2 separate regions of the Pungitius pungitius genome follow, and region 1 is linked to region 2. A link is a contact called in public Hi-C data. All regions are on one chromosome and are shown on one strand. Each heading gives the region's core, a stretch centred on a gene start, on an enhancer-like site or on the middle of the called end of the contact. The rest is flanking DNA. Distances are from core to core; before and after follow the strand shown. Region 1 holds the start of LOC119222934 (T-lymphocyte activation antigen CD80). Region 2 holds the start of grm5b (glutamate receptor, metabotropic 5b).

What was found. A called contact is a pair of places that touch in the nucleus more often than the background predicts.
Region 1: a Hi-C map of muscle shows a contact between it and region 2, with 5 times the contacts expected there. The contact joins the promoter of LOC119222934 here to the promoter of grm5b in region 2. A contact is called at or near these places in 2 of 2 Hi-C or Micro-C datasets (both in muscle).

The regions. Positions count from the first base shown.
Region 1 is chr3:6,516,579-6,522,508 of fPunPun2.1, reverse strand. LOC119222934 (T-lymphocyte activation antigen CD80) reads left to right here and starts at 2,694. Exons shown (of 8, transcript XM_037479958.2): 1 at 2,694-2,742; 2 at 4,663-4,688; 3 at 5,356-5,417. The coding sequence starts at 2,740. dync2h1 (dynein cytoplasmic 2 heavy chain 1) reads right to left here and starts at 242. Exons shown (of 96, transcript XM_037463853.2): 1 at 133-242.
Region 2 is chr3:6,375,783-6,381,489 of fPunPun2.1, reverse strand. It overlaps grm5b (glutamate receptor, metabotropic 5b), which reads right to left and starts at 3,567. Exons shown (of 18, transcript XM_037448850.2): 1 at 3,287-3,567.

The sequences.
Region 1 (5,930 bases), core at 1,445-3,944, 140 kb before region 2:
TTTACAGATGACACTAGCTAGCATGCTAACGTTAGCTCGCCACCTCTCTCAATTTAAATTAAGCATTTTATCTTGCGTTAGCTGTCTTGACTTCAGCACTATACCAAGCTAATATAAATGCTGGTTGCATACCGTTTTCCACCAAATGTTTTACTTTCGGAATTTCTGGTAACTCAAATCCACGGACGAAGTAGCTTTAGCAATGTGTTACTAGCACTTGCCATGATTATGCTTGCGTGGTTGCTAGGTAGCAACTACGAGCACTTGTACCACGTGACACGGTGAAACCTAGACATATACGGAATGTACGTACGCATGATTCTTAGAATAGCTTAATAGACGGGAGGTTCCAGCCATGGTTCATCTAGGGTTTTCCATCACATTGATATATTTTAGAAGATCACGGGATTTAAGATGAATTGTTATTCCCAGTGTCAGTGGCACACTGGCCTTTATTGACGTGTTCAAGTTACCAATGCTTTAACTTTATTATTTATTCTTAGGTTTACACTGATAACTATATTTCTCAAAACAGCCTCCAAACTATTCCATGCCATTGCCTCTTGAATTATCAGTTGGTTACAATCTAATTTTGCTCAATCCACACTTCTGACAATTTATTAATGCAGCATTGTTGTCATCTAGGCTGAAGAGTTTCCAAAGACAGAAACAGATAGCTGATATCAACTGCAGACTTTGCAGCAGCAAGTGCTTTATTTTTGCTTGTAAAAATAGTGTGCATTTCTTTAGTTTGGGGGAGCATTTTTTTTACACAGAAAATAACTAATGAAAGCTGGCATTAGTTGAATGAATGAATATTTAGTTATTTTCTTCAAGCCTTTCATCTCACACTGACCAACAAATCTTTGAAAACCACGGCGGCAAGAGTGCACAGTGCCCAAGTTACAGAGAAGATGCTTTGCCATCTGTTTTGTAATATGTAATTTTAATTAAAACACTTATTTATATTCCATTGTCAAATTAAATTCTCCTGCATGTCAAAATTCGAATACCCTCTCATTCCAATAATCCTCAACACAAGCATTCCTGCTTCCTATATACTATTCAAGTTTGTGTCAATATCTTTGGACAAGGATGGACAGCGGGAAACATAGTAGCATACAAACATGGGTTGTGATTGAAACAAGAAAGAAACAAGGACAAATGAGTAAGAGGCCCAACTGTTTGGGTACTTTTTAATAAATATTTCAGGAACACGCATGGAAAATCCCCCTTGTTCCATGTATCTTCTGTTATGTGCAAACTAAATGCAACCCTTCAAATGTTTCATTGTACGTACAGTTTAAGGATTGTAAGGGCATGCTGGGATTGTGGAAAAGTATTGCGATGAAGTTTCTCACACTGATAAGATGCCTTGGCCTTAGTGTAACAATAAGTTGTTGGATGTAAGCGAGTTTATGTTCATGGCACATACAACTTGGCTGAAGTATGAGAACTGCCCAGCCCTGTATCTAGAGAAGCCTACATGAGCACAACGTTTTTGTGACTTTTTTTCCCTTACGAGAGAATAAACGAAAAAGACATATTTGATTCAGAGCCTTTATTCTTATTTTACGATTGTGCAAATCTTCCGCCACACTTCCCTAAATTATTCAGCTGTGATCTAATTAAGGACAGTTTCCCTTAAATCAGCATATTAACTCCCTTTTGGGATTAACGTATTCTACGGTGCTACCGAAAAAGAAACTGCACACAATGCCAATCACAATATGGCTTCATACTGCTATGATGCACAATCTAAAGACACACCTCTTTAGATTACACCTTGACTAAAAAACACAAAACAAATTGTAGCTCTTAAATTGTACGTATAATGGCTCTTATCTATAGCCAGTTGTGAATCGTCTTATTTGATGAAATTGCACTTTCTTGTTTCTTGTTCTTCTGGGTTTGTATCTTGATGGTTGAAATGCACTTATTGTAAGTCGCTTTGGATAAAAGCATCAGCTAAATGACATGTGTCATGTAATATAGTATATCCTACTTGAAAGGAACTCTCATGCTTCTAAGTGGTTGTATTGCATACCCAGTCTAAGAAAAGACTAAAACAAACGCATAATCACAGGATTGTCTCATCATCAAATCATTTTTTCTACTTCTACTGTAATGTCATAGAAAGGAACAAATTATGTAATAATGGTCTCATTAAACTAAGGGACGCTTTGTCTTTTAGTTTCCTCTTCTGGCTGAGTTACTCAGGTCAATCAACTGGAAGTATTTCCTGAAACCAATCATGTAAAAAAAAAAAAAAAAAAAAACCCACAGCAGCAGATATAATGGTCCCTTCTAAAGAATCCACCCGCGTGAGTTTTAGATTGAGCTGATAAGCAGACAAGGACGGCTTCTGTGACGTCGCCATAGTAACAGTTACACACCTGAACACACACAACTCTCTCACCCTTACCATTCTGTGGAGGCCCATTTCTTAATCTCAGAAAAACAATTATTAGTTAGATATCTTATATTTGCTGTTGTGGATTATTAAAGAATAGACAAAGTGACGTGTCAGTAAAAAGAGCCGTGGCTGATATCCCTCTAGCTGTCAGTTTCAGGCTCCTAGTGTAGTAATCTCTGGTTAATCTACAAATCATAACACCACATGGTTAGGTTGAGCTCATAGATTGCGCAGTGGATGACTCCCTCGGCTCCACCCCTCTGTTTATGAAGAGGAAGTGCTTTCTCTCAGACTAACACAGAGCCAGCTGACTGCCGAGCGCAATGGTAAGTGTGTCCTCTTCTCTTTCCTTGTCTCATTTGAAAACAAGACATTTCACTGTTGTCGGTCACGTTAATGGTGCAAAGAAAGACTCTCTAATGCATTTACGTAAGTTTCTCTATAAAGAACTTATAACTCTATTGAGCAGGAGCATGTTAATGCCTTTTTTGTACGCGCAGGTGTCGATGTGTGTGTGTCTTTTCTGTGCAGTAAATTAAACCCTTCCCATGAAGGTTTTAGGTGCTATATCGTAGTAAACAAAAATATAGTATAAACCATAACAGATGATCTCACTCTCTTCTGTAATGCTAACTGCTTACAGAGGGAATAATCACTGCTGGTATATCAATTTTGAAATAGTTTCCTTTACTCATCTCTGTGTGCAGAGTGACAGATACGTGTATCAACATGTATCCGCTGATCCATAGAGGACTGATTCATAGTCATTAAGCGACTAGTGTTAAAGAAAGCGTGAATACCAGGAATATGGATTCATCTAGATGACCCTGTTTATCAATACCTACCTCAAGTCTCTCACCTCAACTTGATCACGTTCAGCAAACACAAACATGAATCTCGTATTGTATCAAAGAGCTCCGACATTAGAAAGACATGATCGTCGGTGGGAGATTAAAGTGTGAAACTGATAGGTGGTTTCGGGCCTTTGATCAAACTGCCGGCATGCGTTTTATTGTGTCAAAACAATGCAGCAGGGTGTGTGGCAGTCCTCGTTCCAACGGAGCCATTTACTACTCTAATTATTGCTGTAGTCAAAGTGAATCACAATGCTCCATAAACCCTCTCTGCTTTTACATGTATGGTTGATTTACTTGTTTACACTATATTTCCTACAATACGTTGAACTATATACATTCATATCTTAAAAAATATGACATTGCTATTACTTGGCATAAAGTTATTGTATTGTATCATGTGATTATTTTATTTTAGGTGTCACTGTAACAAACAGATTTTTTTTTTTTTGATAATGCCTGATGTGTGATAATGAGTCAACAATGGCATATTTATTAATATAACTTTCATTATTTATCTGGTATGACTCTAAAAGGAACTAGTTCCTGTTTACAGTATTTTTTTAATTGCACGTCACTTGGGAATTCCCTCAGAAGTGTTTTTTGTCAAGACATCCCTAAGATTATTATGAATCACGGTTAACGGAGGTTTCATTTGGAATTTGGGAAGTTTGAATCCACGAGACTTTTGTCAAAAGAGCGAAAGTAGCGTGATTATTTCTGGACGGTGTATGTATGTAGTCTGTATGAATAAAGCGAGCACAAGAAAACACGTTCAGCACAAAGCTTTCACTCTCTTTCCCTGTAATTGTCCTGTTACACTGCGGCCTACCAAGAAGGAAATTCACGTGATGCCTGACATTTTAGTTGTTGCTAAAGTAGTAGCCTCAAACAATCATGTCTTGAAGTTCTTGTACTTACTGAAATAGAACATTTGCACAACCTAAACTCAACACTGGGTTTCAATACCGTTGCAAAAAAACAGAATACTAGAAGGAACTGTCTAAAGTGTGCCGGTACGGGCCCACGCCCTTCTGAAAAGCAAAAGGCTTCCTCAGACACTGTAATGGGACTTTCCTCTTTTTTGGTATCTGTTGAAAACAGTCTGAGTGTCAGAAATAGTTTTCATGTGCAAGACTGGCTGTCAAGGTCCAGGCAGATACTTCCCATTCAACTGCATTTTGTTTGTGCATAAATAAAAACGTGTTTAGCGTATGAACGCACAGTTTAAACTTACAAAGCATGCACATTTATGAGGAACTATTGGTGGTTTAAAAGGAGCTGGTTGAGTATTTTTCTATGATTCATGGTATTTGGCACTGATTTAAAAGATACCAAATCAAAAGATGATCAATATTTTTACTGTGATTAACTTGTTTGTCTTTTCAACAGGAGCCACATTGCAATCAACTTTTCCCGTGAGTACCCAAAGCCCTAATAATGTTGATGAGATGAGATGAGAGCTTAAGATATGATGGCCTCAGTAAAGAGTGGGACCTGAACTGTCATCACCACTTCTGAATTTTCATTTGGGTGGGGCATCTGAGAGCGATTCCTGGAAATAACAAAAACAAATTTGAACAATTATTGGTCTGAGAACTACCACACAGGTTTCATCAGTTACACGGTCACTACTGCTAGCTGCTATTGGGACACATTATTACATTGTATTACTGCTGAAGTATCACCGTGGTCCATAGCGGTGTTCCTTTGTTCCTTTGCTTTAAATCTCATGTGTCGATAAGTTAACTCTCCTCACTCTCCACACCTTAAGGACCCATAAATTAATATACTCACACATTCATCCTGCTCAACTGAGTGAAGGGTTTCACCGTACTATAACTTATATGGTGTGTACTTGTTTTTATGGGAGAGTGAGCACAGTGACGTCACCTTAACAAAGATTGACGGTTAGTGACAGAGGAAGCTGTGTCACAATCTCATATTTACCAAATTAACCCCTCAATTCTAAAATACTTGGGCAAAGGGGCAAATGAGGAAGCTCTTTTTACGCATGGCTTTATAGGCCCAAGGATTACCTGAATAATCATGTTTGGAATCAAGTGTTTTCATCTGCCTTTCCAGAAATGTGAATATTTTCATCCAGCTGCTGGTATGGATTACGACATGGCACACTGATGTCACAGGTGGGCAGTTCTGTCATATCACCCTCATATCACACGCCGTTGTCTTTGTTCTGTAGTGAATTTGGGGAAATGTATCTCTTAATTTGCTTTCCTGGCAAAAAACACTTCTTCATAGAGCCCATCCACAGTCATGTTGAGCACCTATATGTAATACATAGCTTTAATAATATGAGCTATTTACCTCACAGTACAGACGCACTGAACCTTTAAGGACCATAAATCAGAAACAAAAATATAAATTTCTAGCTAGGGGAAGAAAGCATGTTTTTTGTTGGAGTAAGATCAAAAGTGAAACATGAAGGGGGAGGCCGAAAACACCTACGCAAAAAGGTGAAAATTAAAAGAGATATAGCAAAATGCTGATACTGTGACCTTTACATCATGTACAACGTGGAGGGGACACTATTAGCTGTTTGTTTTTCTTTAAATTTAAAGGACAGAACGCTGGATTAAGGAGGAACTGAGATAAGTCACCTACGTCAGAGAAGTAGTTTAAAAAAACAAAAACCTTAA
Region 2 (5,707 bases), core at 2,318-4,817:
ATTCTCCAGCAACCCAAATTGGTCAACCACCTTTTCTGATGTACACAAGTTAAAGGTGCCACAGTTTTTTGGGGAGCTTTAGTTATTTCCTGGGAAGGCTTTTGATGAGTGGGCATGTGACAATGTGGTTTCATTCGCTGTTGTTCTCGAGTGGACAGAGGCACTATTGTTTTTGCACCTGGGCCTCAGGAAACAAGGTGCTTTAGCAAGTTTAAAGTTAAAAAGGTATCTTTGAATCCTCACCAACCACTGCTATGTAATAAGAATTCTCACAGTGCCACTGGGAGCTTTTGCCGTCTCCCAGACCACATCGCTTGGGCTAAGAGACAATCACATTTGTGTCTCTAGTGTATTTTCCCAGACCGCTACAGCAAATTTGTATTCCCTCTCAAGTACCACTAAATAAATAAGACGTGACACTCAATGACCTTATGCGACAATAAAAGGGTGGGACAATGTCAAACACCATCAGAATCTCTCTAAACCCATTCATGCACGGGATAAAGCCAAATACCTTCACTGCAAACGACGAGCCACCGCAAACTATTATATTATATTATTAATAATACATGAGTGTGTGTGTCGTCGCAGAGGGGAAACACACTCACGGGTTTACCTGCTGCCCTGCACAGGTGACACAGCGGAGCCCCTCTCCCACACCAGCTCGGACCTTAACATCACTTCTTCCTGCCAAGGTTTTATCACGGACTTTCTCCCCCATTACAGACACGTTCGGTCAAACTTGCTGTCTGCGAGAGAGACATCAGATCCAGAGAGCACAACAACAGGAACAACGAAGACGACGACGACGACGACTGGCGCAGCGCCGCGCATCCGTCCCACGCGACGGGAGAGATACTAGAGTCCGTCATTTGCACCAATTTAAACAAACACGCATTTTGTCTTCTTCTTTTTTTTACAAGCGAATGGTGCAAAGGCATGACAGAGACACCGTCTGAAATGAACATAGCCACAGAATGCGCGGGTGTAAACAGCGTTTCTGATCCCTCTCCGTCTTATTCGCGTGAATTGATTTTCCCACCGCTCGCTTCGGTGCAACCGGCTGCTCTATTCTTTTAACCGGGTAACATAGCTACCGGGTGTGACCTTTGCAATTCAACTCAAGGATGAATTGTCCAGATCTCACTGGGAGGTGAATCCATTCAAATAAACACTGCAAGAACAATAGGTGATACCAAAGTGCGACAAAATCACTCTGAGCAGAATATTGAGCAGGGTAGGGAGGATAAGTCTGAGGAAATGCATTTGTCTTTCATGGAGCCAATGGATTCTGTCAAATCGAACTGTAAATCTCACCTTATATGAATCTATGTCCCCTCCGGCGTCACTTGCACGGTCCCGCTCGATAATTAGGTTTTCAAGTTGCTGCCGCAGAGGAAAGATCCTGCCGATTATGTGCAGCCCGGCGTGTACTGTCACACACACACACCCAGTCACTCAGTCACTCACTCACCCAGTAGCCTGTGAGCTCGAGATGTTTTCCCGTCACGCACACCTGAGCCTGTCTCCAAACACCTCTCTTCTTCATCCCAACCGTTTCGTCTCCTCCTTCTCCAGCCCCTCGCCCCCCGCTCCTCTCCTCTCCTCTCCTCTCTCCGCTATTCCCCCCGCTCACCCGCCCCAATATTCCCAAATGTTACCTTTCTAATTTGACCCAAACCCCCACATTTAAATTAAAAGTTAGCCCCTCTTGGCCTCACGTTTGTTTTTAGGCATTCCTTTCCGGCTGTCCTTTATCTGACCTCTTCCTTCCCGATGTGATGAGAAGCGAGGACCAACAAGAAGTTTAACTTCGTCAAGCTAGCAGATGGTCCGCAGACTAACGTTACTTAACTTATTAAAGTGCGACGGGCTTGTGTTGCGTCAAACGTCTAAACTTGTATGAGTTAACAGTTAGATGTAACTAGTTCAAATATTTTTAGCGAATAAGGTCAAGTTAACTTTAAGCTAGTGATACGCTACTTTATGGTACGCATATTCGGCTAACAGCTAGCTAACGTTAGCAGAATTATTCCGCGGACGTTAGCCTAGCTTCAAGGCGGCTCCACTACGTTTACCTTGCTAACTCCTCGTCAATTTGTGATTCCAATATTCCCCAAACTCCACTTCTATCCTATTTAACACCAAAAAGTCGTCAACTATACCTTTACAACAACGCGACGAAGGAGACTAATTGGGGGTGAAGAATTTGACATGACACCTATCAAAGGGCTCGAGAGTGATTCAGCCAATCAGAGCTGAGTTCCGGTACCAACAACACAACATGCGATTTAAACGCTTTAACAAGCATCAGTGTACGCGGCGTTTTAGCCAACACGTGTTTTTAGAGGGTTCCCAAGTATGCAGGGTGTGTTAAATCGCGCCAGCAGAGGGGGGCAGCGGACAGATAGACACATAGCGAGACACCGGGCGGTGTGTGGTTCAAGCCCAGCTTAGTGGTTTGTTTGATGTCGTTACTTTTTTTTTTTCGTCACGTTTGTTTTTGCATTTTCCTCCACCCGACTCAGTCTGCCCGGTGCTCTGCCTACACATTCCTAATTTGCAGAATGAAGATGGACCGTCCGTCCAGCCGCTCTGATCACAGGCATCAGAGGTGACACTGGGCTCGGATAACGACGCATTGGATGCGATCGATAACATTTTGAAGTTCCACAGCCGTCCCGGGAGTAAGAAGCAATTAACCTATGCTGCGGGCTTACAGTTTCGCCTGGAATCCGTTTAAAAGTCCCACAAAGATCAAATCATTAACGATAAAGATAAAAATAAAAAAAATCAATACAAATCTAATGGAAACGTCCTGCTTCGCGGCGGACGTCGCAGTCATATCTTCCGGTGACTGACGGCCACCGGCAGTAACGAAATCAGATTCTTTGCGTACTCAGCTCTTAATGGCATGATAACGATTGATTCTGAGGATTGTTTTATTTAGAAATGTATCTCGGGGGAGAATGGGCTAAAAAAATTAAAACGACTTTTGATAACCAACCCTTTCGCTGACGTTTGCAAGCTTTGCAGAGGAGGGAATTTATAAATTAAAATATATCATATGTCGCCATCAGCTCCAAGTGAGAAGCCTATAGACACCTTTTCTCCCCGTAATATAATATAAGTGATTGTTTGTAAATGGTTGTATGCGTCACTTTGAGGTGCATCCCCATGAACTTGCTGCTTCAGGTGAAATATATGCATGATAAACGCTCTCTACTCGGTCACGCCACTGCATCATTTCCACCTCCAAGAATGGAAAGCAATAGAAGTTACATACCTTTGCTTGCAGGACAGGTGAATGCCCCTGGAGAAACACAGCATCCCTCACGCGTCCATCAGCGTATCATGCTGTCGGTGCGTAATCTACTTTTTCACTATGGCAACAAATGAACCCCCCTGTCCTTTTCCTCTCCGCCTCCAATAAGGAAGCTGCGATGGCGTCACAGGTCATACTCCCTCACTCTCTCTCTCTCTCTCTCTCTCTCTCTCCCCTCTCTCTCTTTATCTCTATCTCTCTCTCTCCCTCTGTCTTTCCCTCGATATCACACCTACCTCCAAGATACCATCTGGAGATACAGGCCCACTGATTGCGAGTAGCCCGAGAGAGAGAGAGAGAGAATGAGACATCGAGGGAGAGACAGCGAGATAGGGAGATAGAAAGGGCTTTAGAGAGCTTGGTTTTGACAAGGCTTGGATTAATTTGCCAGCCAAATGCATTTGGGATTAACAGACCATTAAAGGGGCATAGATATAGGCTACACACAAGCACACACACCCACGCACACACACACACCCACGCACACAACTACATCAATTCCCACACTGTCTTTTACACACAAACAGGCTGGACGCGGCTTTAGCTGATGCAGTGATAGCCTTACTAACCCTGACCTCTCTCTCCCTGTGTGTGTGTGTGTGTGTGTGTGTGTGTGTGTGTGTGTGTGTGTGTGTGTGTGTGTGTGTGTGTGTGTGTGTGTGTGTGTGTGTGTGTGTGTGAGTGAGTCAAGAGCTGGATCCTCTGAAGGACACGGGGGACCTGCCGGCCAGCATGTACCTGGCCATCCTCCTCAGACTATATCACAGAGACTAAAGCTGGTGATAAAGTCCAGCATTTGTTTTAAGGTCATAAAGTCAGATATTCAATCAAACAGCCACCAAAGTGGTGCATATCAATAAAAGCTGCAGGATGAATATAATCCTACGCCGCTGCTAACACTGTAAAATCTTTTCATTTTAGATTAAAGGTTATATGAGTTATATAGATCTCTTGAATACGCTGGTGTTATTGTCTATCAGAGAATCTCCCTGAACATGTAAATGGTTTCTTGATCACTTACATTGACGTCAACAATGCCTGGAGACTCAGACCCAGTTTCTGTCTGCTGTCGCTTTACAACATGTCTTGGATTTTCTGAGGTTTAAAACAAATGAAATACCAGAATAATCTGTGGTCTCATTTCCATGGCAACCGTTCACTGCTGTAGTAAAATATGCAGCCAATCAAGTCAATCTCTCTCTCTCTCTCCCTCTCTCTCTCTCTCTCACACACACAATCACACACACGCACACACAAATTCCACTCTTTGATGCTACAGGAGGAAACTTGAAACGTGATTGATGCAAATTTGCGTGAAAATTTAATTCGATGTTAAAACGTGAGATTGATTGAAGAATTGGATTGAAATGTAAGATAAATCATCCAGTCAGTGACACAGTCGGTAAATCAATTATTCAATGGCATTTCAAAATAACACTGGATACCTATGGTTGCCATGGAGACATAGATGAATTACAGGGTTGTCAGTTGTCTGTGATACTCCTACACTAAGTAGGACAAATAGAGAACAAATAATGCCAACACAGAAATGAGGACATCCGTTATGAAACATTATTTCCCGTGAAATGTGATTCATGCTTCAGTGAACATGTAAAGATTGGGAAATTGTCATTTGTTTGTTTGAATTGAACTAATCATCATGATTGTGACATATGGTAAACATCTAAGCTCTGCCATTCATTGCTAATAAGCCTCATCATCTTGATTGTGTTGCACCAGGTATTGACACTTACTAAACATTGATCATGATTTACATTTGAGCCAAGATACTTCCTCCTAGGTTGAAACAGTGTCATGATGGCAACAAGTTTCACGTCAGTCAAACAGCTGGACGCAAAAGGCAGGTCTGTCCTCCCATATTTGTTCCACTCCACTCTCCAAAAATGTTGAAACTAGTTAAAACACAATGTAATCAAGTGGAAAACGTATTTTATCATTGGCAGATTTATGCAGATATTAAGTCCTGAATGTAGCATGTAGTATAACATAATGATAACGTGTAACACTGTAAGCATTGTTTATTTATAACATTTTGAAAGAAAGGGTGTGTTTTCAAAGCGCTTTAGCAAAGGGAACGTGTCCTCAGATCCGCTGGCAGGTTTTTCCAAAGTCTGATCCAGAGTCTGGGTGGATACAAACTAGAAGCAGCCTCAGTGTCGATTGTTAACTGTCAACACAGGTTGACAAGCTGTCATGTTGTCGAGGAAACCCTGAAAATAGAGACAGCACACAAACTAGGGATGGTGCCGTATGTGAAATGCACCTTGCAGACATGAAAGTCCTAAATAAAAGGGAGCCACTCTTATCAATACAGAAAAATCCAGCCATCCTTGGGCTGTAACTAACATTTATTTTCATTGA